2 separate regions of the Mus musculus genome follow, and region 2 is linked to region 1. A link is a contact called in public promoter capture Hi-C data. All regions are on one chromosome and are shown on one strand. The core of a region is the stretch at or near the end of the contact, and the rest is flanking DNA. Distances in the headings are between cores, read along the strand shown.

Region 1 (4,639 bases), core at 1,395-3,894:
TGTTTGCTTGATTGTTTTAAACCCCTGAAGTAGGCAGATAAATTGCCTTGTTTGTTTTAGAAACAGAAAAAAAATTTTTTTTCACTTCAGGCTCAGTTCAAGTAGAGACTAAGCTGTTTTTCTTGTTATGAAAAAACACCCTGACCAAAAGCAACTTAGGGGAGAAAGGGTTTATTTGGCTTGTGGTTCCAGGTTACAGAGAGAGTCATAGCAGCAATAAGCTGACAACTGGTCACTTCACATTCTCAGTCAAGAGCAGAAGAAATGTGTGCACCATGCCGCCTGCTTGCTTGCTTCTGGCTTTCTCCAGACTTATAAAATTCAAGGCCCAGACCAGGGGACGTCACCATGCCAAGGATGGCCAATTACCAATCAAGGCTTTCCCACAGACATGTCCACAGAGCCTGATCTATATTATTTTTAGATTGGAGCTCCTTTTCCAGTTTATTCAAGGGTGTGACCGGTGGACATTTAAACTAACCTGCACAGCAGTAATGTGCAGTAGTAATGGTGGGAAGTATTTACACAATATTAATCAGACAGGAAATGATGTTACCTGTGCATTCAAAATTTGTTTAGCAAATCTAATGAACATAGACCCTGACAGACATTTCTTGGAAAACATTTTGGAAAAGGGAATGAACATTTTTGGAAATACAGTCATTCCTGAGATATCTTCCTCAAATAAATAGATCCTTTTGTGAGGAGCCAAAATGTTCTACATTTCTAATATCAGAGTTTAGATTCTTTTTTTAAATCTAGAAATAAGGCGGAAATGTCTTTATCTAAATTTATGTCTGTATTTTTAACTAAATGGCATCTCATTTAGTACAGACTGAGAAAATAGTGACTAGATTTTTTTTATAATAAATTGTAACTTAAGCAAAACAATAACCTTGCTACTAAAGAGGTTAGGCTATTCCTAGTAATTTATTATGTTCCATTCTAATTACCCACTTATGTAATTAATGAGTTTGTAACTAAAATAACATTAAAGTCTTCAGCATAACATGAAAATATCCTGGTATTAGTCTGGTTTGCAATCAGAACTTAAGATAGGGCTGTATTTTTTTTTTTTATTATTTGAGTAATGAAGAAAAAAATGAATAGAAACTGGAAGTACTAGAGGCCAAAAACCTTGAAAAGACTCACTCCACTAATAACTCAGAAAGGAGACAGCGTGTTTCCCCAACAAGATTTGGAATAGGCTGACAAAGAATTTTTTTTCTTTTTAACTAAGCTATTAAGTTAAATCCATCAACAGAAAAACCGCAGGAAAATGTGTGCCATTTGAAAACATTATTTCTTTTAACTTGTAAAAGAATTTTAAAAATTTTTACTGTTCAGTGCTGTGGATTGTGACTTTACACTAAGCAACATCTCAGCCCTAAGAATCTTGTAGAATAAAGAGGATATTTTCAAAATGAATGGCATTATCCTGATGTCATGGTCTCATAATTGGATTTTTAATATTTGAATAGAGTAAAACATTATTGAGCTTTGTCTTTGTCCTTGTTAAGATTTTATTTCTTATGTGTGTGGGTGTTTTGCCTGTATGAGTGTCTGAGCACCGCCTATGTGGATGCTGGGAATTGAACCTGCGTCCTCTGGCAGAGCAGCCTAGCACAGGCTTAACCCTGTCTCATCTCTGAGTCCACCAAAGGAAGTTTTTAGGAAGAGCTCTTAGGCAATTTTTGAGGTCCCACCTGCCCTCTCCGCCCCCAAGCAGGAATGATAGGCTCTAGCCTTTATATGCACCAGTTTGTTTGCAAAACCACATTGAACTATGCATTGTTTCTTAGCCTATTGAAGATATTGCTCATTGCTGTCACTGGAAACGACCCAGGAGCCCAGAGTGACTGTCAGTTTCCTCGTTTACCTAACAGCATGTGGACATAAATATTTAACCTTAATGTTTAGCAACCTTATCAAAATAAATGTTGATGCAAATCATAATCGGGCTTATTACTCCCCTCTGCCCACCCTTCCCCTTCTGCATTTCTATTTCTTCCTTGAACTGAGTACACCCATCTTGCCAACTATTTTCCTTCTGGAAATTTATTACCCAATTTTTACGTTCCCATAGCTTGACACAGAACGTGAAATGTCCTTTCCTTCCGTATTTGTTACTATTTTGGCAAATGTATTTGGCACAAGAATCTCCTCGGTGAGACTTCCTACAGCAGGTGACCCAGCCACGCCCCCCGCCACTCTCAACTGAAAGGTAAGGTTTTTACTAAGATTACAGTTGGAACACAGTTACGGTTAACCCGGACTGAGCGCCCAGCGAGGGCCACTTAAATCCACGTACCCACGCGACAACTAAGGCAGAGATGTGTACCTAGGAAGTCTGGATGGGGTCGCTGGCTCAGAAACTCCTGAGCGCCTAAAACACTGAAGTGACAGTCAGATACCGTCTCCACGCTGCGAATAAGAACCCGGATCCCACACTGGATGGAGGGGCCGCATAGGTTAGCCTGGGGAAGGCCACCCTGCCGGGTCACACAAGAGGTCGCAGCACTGGGATCCAAAAGCAGAGTAAACTTTTGTGGGTGCAGGAGGCGTGGCGGGGCGGAGCGAAGTGTACGCAGGCGCAGTGTCCACACGCCCGGGGTTGAGCACCACCCAGAAGGTGGAGCATCCGGCTGCGCATGCGCTCTGAGTCACCGGCGCCTCTAGGGGTTGGAGAACTGGCTTCGCGGTGTGTAGCGGGATGGTTCCTAGGTGCCAGGTAAGAGTTGGTTCGCGCGGCTGGGGCGCCCCTTCCTCTCTAACTCCTCCCGGGTTCCGGGTCTTGCGCCTGCTGCTCGCTGAATGTCAAGTTCTGTCCCCGAACTCTGGTGTCCAGGTCATGGCCTTCACGACCGATTACCTAGACGGTTTTTTTCCCTACCATTCCGGATGATTTATTTTGACACTTTTTAAAATTAAAACGCTCCTAGTTAGGAATTATTGTGAGGAAATGCGCATCACCCAATGATTGACAGGCTCAGGATAGTTTGCAGCAGCCGTGATTATTGTGGAGAGACCGAGTTGTACTGAGTGACAGGTGAGACCTTGTGCACAGTCAGGTCCCTTAGTTCCCAGGCTGATTACACGGGTTTGGCCTAGAAACTACCAGTTGATCCTGTAATTCAAGCCCATTTGCTTTGCTGCATGTCAAATGTTCTGTGTTTTGTAACTCAATCGTAATGTAGGACGGAATCAAAGGTCATTTGACCACTGTGAAATGAAAGCTAGGCCTTTGCTGACTGGGTTATTTAATTTACTTGTGTAATCCACCCCCTGACTCAGACCTCTGTCTCTGCTTCGCGGCTGATGGAAGAATCGATTCCGTGTCAAGTCAGACTTAGCATGTTTTCTAAGGAAATTTAGTAGGATTTTAATGCTGCCACACAAGCTTGAGATTGTGAGAGGTCTGAACAGTAGGCAGAAATCAGAAGTGATTTTAAAGCGTTTGTCTCAAATATGAATCTATAGATATATGGAAGTGTTTTGTTTGTTTGTTTATGTTTTTCGAGACAGGGTTTCTCTGTGTAGTCCTGGCTCTCCAGAACTACACTCTGGTAGACCAGGCTTGTCTTGAACTCACATAGATCTGACTGCTTCTGCCTCCCCAGTTCTGGGTTTAAAGACATGTGTCACCACCACCAGGCCAATACTGAAGTTTTGTGAGCCATTGCATTTGGGGAGCGAGGAGCCTTCTTGGTGCGGGTTATTTAGACTATCCTCTCTCCTTTCAGATTGACGTGTTGTATTTTGCAAAAAGTGCTGAAATAGCCGGAGTTCGCTCGGAGACCATTTCTGTGCCACAGGAAATCAAAGCGTCAGAGCTGTGGAAGGAGCTAGAGAGTCTCCATCCTGGGTAGCTAACGTTATAGAGTGCATATGATGAACATGTAAAGGTTTCTAAAATGTGTAAATTACGTGTGAGTGTGCGTATGTGTGTTCTCACACAAGAGTACTAGTTCTTTTAAAATTCTTGAAAATTTAAAACTCTGGTATTTAGAAACATCCAAGTACCACAAGGAACACCATAGATAATTTACTAGAAAAGCAGTCAAGTGGATGCCCCCTAGATATGTTTATGTAATTTACAATCATTTTTCTAATTTCTAAGACAGAAAAATGCAAGTTCTGCCTTTTATAGCCTAAGATGAAAAATTGAAAGATGCTGTTAAAAAGATACATTATAAACCTTTCTGTCCTTTTCTCTCTTTTAAAATACTCAAAAGTTTCTGAGATTGAAAGAAAAATGAAGTATAACAGACCCTACATGCTTCTGAGCTTGGGTTTTATAATATTTGAAAATTTCTCACTGGCCCCTGAAAATCTGAAATGAAACTTATTATTTTTCCCTGAAGCCCTGTCGGGATGAGCTATAGAATGGCTGGACACTGTCCCAGGAACACGAGTGGTGCTGCTTCAGCCTGCGGAGAGAGGTTTCCCCCAGAGCTCTGCTCTGTGCGGAAGGTGCTATACCAGTAGCTCCCAACCTGTCGGTGGCGACCCCCCCCCCAAGGGGTCGAATGACCTTTACACAAGGGTCACCTATTAGATAGCATATCAGATATTTTCATTACGATTCATAACGGCGGCAAAAATGACAGTTATGAAGTAGCAATGAAGTAATTGTGTG
Region 2 (4,639 bases), core at 770-3,269, 2.2 Mb after region 1:
TAGAAACTTTTGATGCAAATTCTTCTTCCTCCGTTCAAAATTGCCTTTGAGCTGCATCAAAGCCCTGACAATTGACTACTAAAATATGCATCTCTTCCCCCAAAGGAAAAGCCATCCACGCCAGCTTCATATAACTCTCCAAAATCTTTTCTACAACTAAATGTGAAAACCAAAATAACCACTCCTTTGCGGAGGAAAAAAGAAAAACGCCTGGGGAACTGGGAAGACCACGTGTTTATGTCAACCTTCAGGAAAATGGAAAAAAGAGACACGTTGGCAAAATAAGCACTGGTGGCGATCAAACTATTTTGTGACATCTTTTTATGTCTTTCACATATTTCACTCCATGCTCAATGTACCAATTTTGCACGGTGTCGCCTGTGTCAAATCCAGAACGCCTAAAGAGCAATCTACTACTGAAGCAGAACACTATGTGGAGTTCTGCTCATCCTCTGTTAGCTTAAGAAGAAAAAAAAAACTTCAAACATATTTATTTTCCCTCTTCTATATAAAATCGGGAGACAACTGGCGAGGAATGCAGCTAGATAGCAGTCCCAAGATTAAACAAACAAGCAAAAAAATACCCAAACACGGAAGACACCAGGAACAAAGGAAACACAAGCGTGTGAACAGGAAATGAAGCAACTCTATACACATAAATACCTTTTGGGGCCGCCAACGTAGGTGAAAGTAAAGGTGGAGTCTGAGTATCTGAAATCTGAAACGGAAAGTCGTGTTATAAGCCACCCCATGTGTTGTTTTTAACCCCAATTCTGTCTTGAACCTACACTTTTGTGTGAGCCTAGGAGGCCCGATGGGGAGGGAAGCAAAGGCTGGAGAGCTAGGGGCCGCCAGCAGGGTGGTGCAGGAGGGGATGCGGAGCACCCCGTGGGGTGCAGCGGGAGGCCGCCCCCCGCAACAAGTGCCGGGTGCCATGGCAACAGCGGGAAATTCCCAGCCAAGCAGCCGGAAGCAGCCCCTGGCAGGCTTCGGGCTGCGAAGCCCGAACTGCCCTCGGCCTTGGATGGGGGGGTGGGAGGACGGGGAGCAAAGATGGACGCAAAGCGACCCCCAGGTTGGGCCTGCGTAGCTCGGGAACCCCGGGAATCCATCCATCCCTTCCCCGGGGCGGTGTCCTGCGCGCTCGCCGAGGAGCGGGTGCAGCGGAGGGGGCGGGAGCTCGGCCCAGCGCTGCCTTCTCCCGGGGCCTCGGCGCCTGGCGGGAGCAGCGCAGCGCAGCGCAGCGCAGCCGGTCCCTTCCCGGCCGCCGCCGCTCGGCCGATGGCGCAAAGCCGCCGGGCTCTAGCCCGCCCCGCTCGGCCACGGCTGCCGAAGCCGGGAGGCAAAGCTCGGATGCTCTGGGCACCGCCAATGGCTGGAACCCAGCGCCCGGCCCCTGCACTCTGATCGCGCGGGTCCTGCCCCAGGAGCCGGAGACTGCCCTGGCCTGGTGGGGTTTTTTGGGGGGGAGGGGGGTGGCTCGTGCCCCCCTCCTCTTTGGGTTTCAGCTCACGCCGCTGCAGCTATTTCCAAATGCACCCGGAATGGGGACTTGCCGCCCCACACTCCCAAGCTACACGCGTCGCGGTCAGAAATCTGGGCAATGGGGGTAGACAGAGGGGAGGCTGACTCCTGGTCCCAGGATCCGAGAGGCAAGAACTCACCTGCAAACAGGCAGTCTTTCTCGGCTCTTGACTTCTGGATCACGACGTCGATATCCTTCTGAATTCTCTCTTGCCTTGAACACATCCCCATTAAATAAATCCCTGGAAAAGAAGCAGCCGCTATTTCCACTCCACCCCACCCCCCTCGCACGCTTCCAGCTTTCGTAAATATTCAGTTAAAAATGAAACCTCTGGCCGAGGCAGGGGCTGAAGGCGAAGTGGTTTCGGAAGTGATCCCGGGTGAGAGAGGAGGAGGAGGTGGAGGAGGAGGAGGAGGAGGAGGTCGGCTTTGCATTCCCAGATGTGACCGCCCAGCTGCTGCTCGCCGCTGCTGGATTCCAATTTCCTCCTGTTCTGACAATGGATGGTGATGACACGGAGTCTCACTTTCTCCCTCCCCCCCCACCCCCGCCCGGACTGACGGCCGTAGGAAAACGAGGGGCCCGAAGGGGGCCGGGGACCGCTGGAGAGCGATCGGCAGCTGTGGAGCGGCAGGCGCCGGAGAGGGGCGAGCCCCGCTCCGACTCACGCGCGCACACCCCTCGCGGCCCGCACGCCGGCCTTCCCACACCCGCGCACACTCGCGCCCGCGGGCGGCGGCCGTGCCCAGGCTGCTGCAGCGCCGCCCGCCAGCCGCAGACCCTCCCGCACCCGCCGCGGGTCACCGGGCCCGGCTGCGCGCCGCTGGGGCTTTAATAGTATCCGCCATCCGCGCAGGCTGGATTTCCCCACCCCCGACTGCCACTCGAGCCGGGAGCTGAGTGACAGTGTAGGTAGTGAAGACTCCCTGGAGCTCCCAGCCTCTCCCGCACCACCACCACCACCCCTCCTCTTTCCACCACTTTTATGAATTCGACTCCACTTTCAGAAGGAATTATGAGTCATATGGAAACCCAAGCCGGAGTGGCTGGGAGGAAGAAAGAGGGGGAAAAGAAAAAAAAATCTTTACGAATTAAAAATAAAGTGAACAAGTCTTTCCTTGTAATCACATCAGGCAAAGGGAGAAAGGCTGGAGATCACTCTAGGAGGACTCTCCCATTTCCTTATTGCCTTCTTTTTTGGTGGTGAGGTGATGGGGGTTCTTTTATTGTTTTGCTTTGCTTTTGCTTCTCAGGGTGGTTTGTTTGTTTGTTTGTTTGTCCCAGGTTTGAGAAGCTCTTTTGAAAATGAAGCCCTTTCTAGACTCCAAAGACTCTTGTTCTTCCTTTCCAGCTCTGTTCATAAGAAATTGGCCTGAGGGGACTCCCTAAGTCAGGGATACCTGGCTTGGGTCTTATTCAAAACCTCAGCCTTCTGTGGGCTGAGGCAAGGGAAAGTTTCTCCAGCCCTAATACCTTGCGCAACAAGGAAAACCATACTGTCCGCTCTCTATTGCCCTGCTTTAAGCTTATGATGGTTGGTCCACCTTTTCTGCCGCAAGGAACCTGAACCCGCTCCACCAAGCTCTTTTCTTTAGCATCGTTTCTGAGAAGTGTCCCCCAGGCAGACCATAGGTATATTGTTTTGCATTCTAAGACCAAGCAGTGTCTGGAATATAGGAGGTGTTATCAATCATGTTGTCCGGAACCTTTTAATCTTCCCGATAGGAATAGTGAGTAGGGGAAGCTTTTCCTGTGCTGGCAAGCCTGAGTCAGTACCCTGGAGCCTAGGGGCTGAACAGACACGCCCAGAAGAGTATTAGAATTTCAAACCCTTTTCAAGGCAGAGACTGACTGCTGGAAACACTCAGGCTGGAGGCTTATGGTATATATCCAGCCTTTTAACATCATCTGTATTCTCACGCTTTTCCTCTTGTAATCCTCAGTTTCCGACAGCCTTTAGTGACGGCAGAAGACAGCATACATCCCACAGCAGTTAGGTGGGGCTTTGCAGGGTTAAAGCTCTCCTTTGAGCCTGGCCTTGGACACAGTGATCCTTAACCTAACTACAGAGACAGGTCACTGTGAGACTGGTCTGAGGCCTGTAGCTGCTCAGATCCATATCCCTTGAAGCTTGAGAGCTCTGGGGATCTCATCCACAGAGCACCCAAGGCCTTCGCTTTCCCTTCGCTGCCTTGCTTGAAGAGACTTCACTAAGGGTTAACGTTGTAATAAAGTGAGCCAAATAATCTGATTATATAGCCAGGAAAGAAAAGCACATGTATGAACCAATCCTGGCAGTTCCTCCCTCATACGGGACCATGTGGGCACCAATCGCAGGCCTGAGGATCACTAGGGAAACTAGTCTCCAGCTGATAGTGGGTGGAGAAGGCTTCAAGGTTATCTAGAGTTTACCAAGGCGTGAGGCAGCAAGAGATCCAGTGCTATTTGAAACACTTGAGTCCGAGGCCGTGAGGTTAGGAGTTAAGAGTTACGCTTCACTTTGGTAGCTGGGTTGCTTCTTCCATCCCAGAGGCAAGGAGCAGTGGTGCTTTGCAGTAAAGCTTCCTAAAGCCTCCAGGAGTATTCGGAATGGCACATGGCTAGGATGCGAGTATTTGGGCTGGCTGCTCGGCTGATAATCCTTTGCTTAAGGCAGCCAGACAGCAAGGCAAGGTATTGCAAGCTTAAGAGTTAAGGTATCAACCTATCCTAGTTCTCTAGGTATCGTTAAAAGGGATGGCAACAAAGCCCCTTGCCCATAACATGTATTGAACAGTGTTGCAACAATGCTTAACTCCTGTAAGTGATGCCTATTAGAGAGGTAGGTTCTTCTACCTCTCCATCTACATTGTTCCTTGCAGCCTTTCTCTATAAGGCACGCCAGTTTCAGACAGCTTCTTTATTAGCCGAGTTCCTACGAGGAATTGAAATGGCTCAGAGTCTTCCTGGGTCCCGTTCTGAGCCTGTGAGTGTTGACAGGAGACTTAGTAAGACTGATATGGTCCTCCCTGACAGATGGAACTCTGCCTCACAGAAAATAAGTTTCATCCCAACTACTTCTCCTGGCAGACAAGAACCATTCCATCTTGGACAGCCATCCCCACTGAAGCTAAA

Evidence for each region. Promoter capture Hi-C pulls out the DNA fragments that hold promoters and counts their contacts.
Region 2: a contact with region 1 is called in a promoter capture Hi-C map of pre-B cells, with 8 times the contacts expected there. The contact joins the promoter of Parp8 here to the promoter of Mocs2 in region 1. A contact is called at or near these places in 5 of 39 promoter capture datasets (the C10 cell line, cranial neural crest, hippocampal neurons and 2 more) and 2 of 115 datasets of contacts at active chromatin or transcription factors (astrocytes and pro-B cells).

What each region holds. Positions count from the first base shown.
Region 1 is chr13:114,815,593-114,820,231 of GRCm38.p6, forward strand. It overlaps Mocs2 (molybdenum cofactor synthesis 2), which reads left to right and starts at 2,645. Exons shown (of 6, transcript NM_001113374.1): 1 at 2,645-2,731. It overlaps Gm34790 (a long non-coding RNA gene), which reads right to left and starts at 2,632. Exons shown (of 3, transcript XR_382937.4): 1 at 2,342-2,632.
Region 2 is chr13:117,023,512-117,028,150 of GRCm38.p6, forward strand. It overlaps Parp8 (poly (ADP-ribose) polymerase family, member 8), which reads right to left and starts at 2,020. Exons shown (of 27, transcript NM_001081009.2): 1 at 1,854-2,020; 2 at 1,665-1,766; 3 at 664-718. The coding sequence starts at 1,755.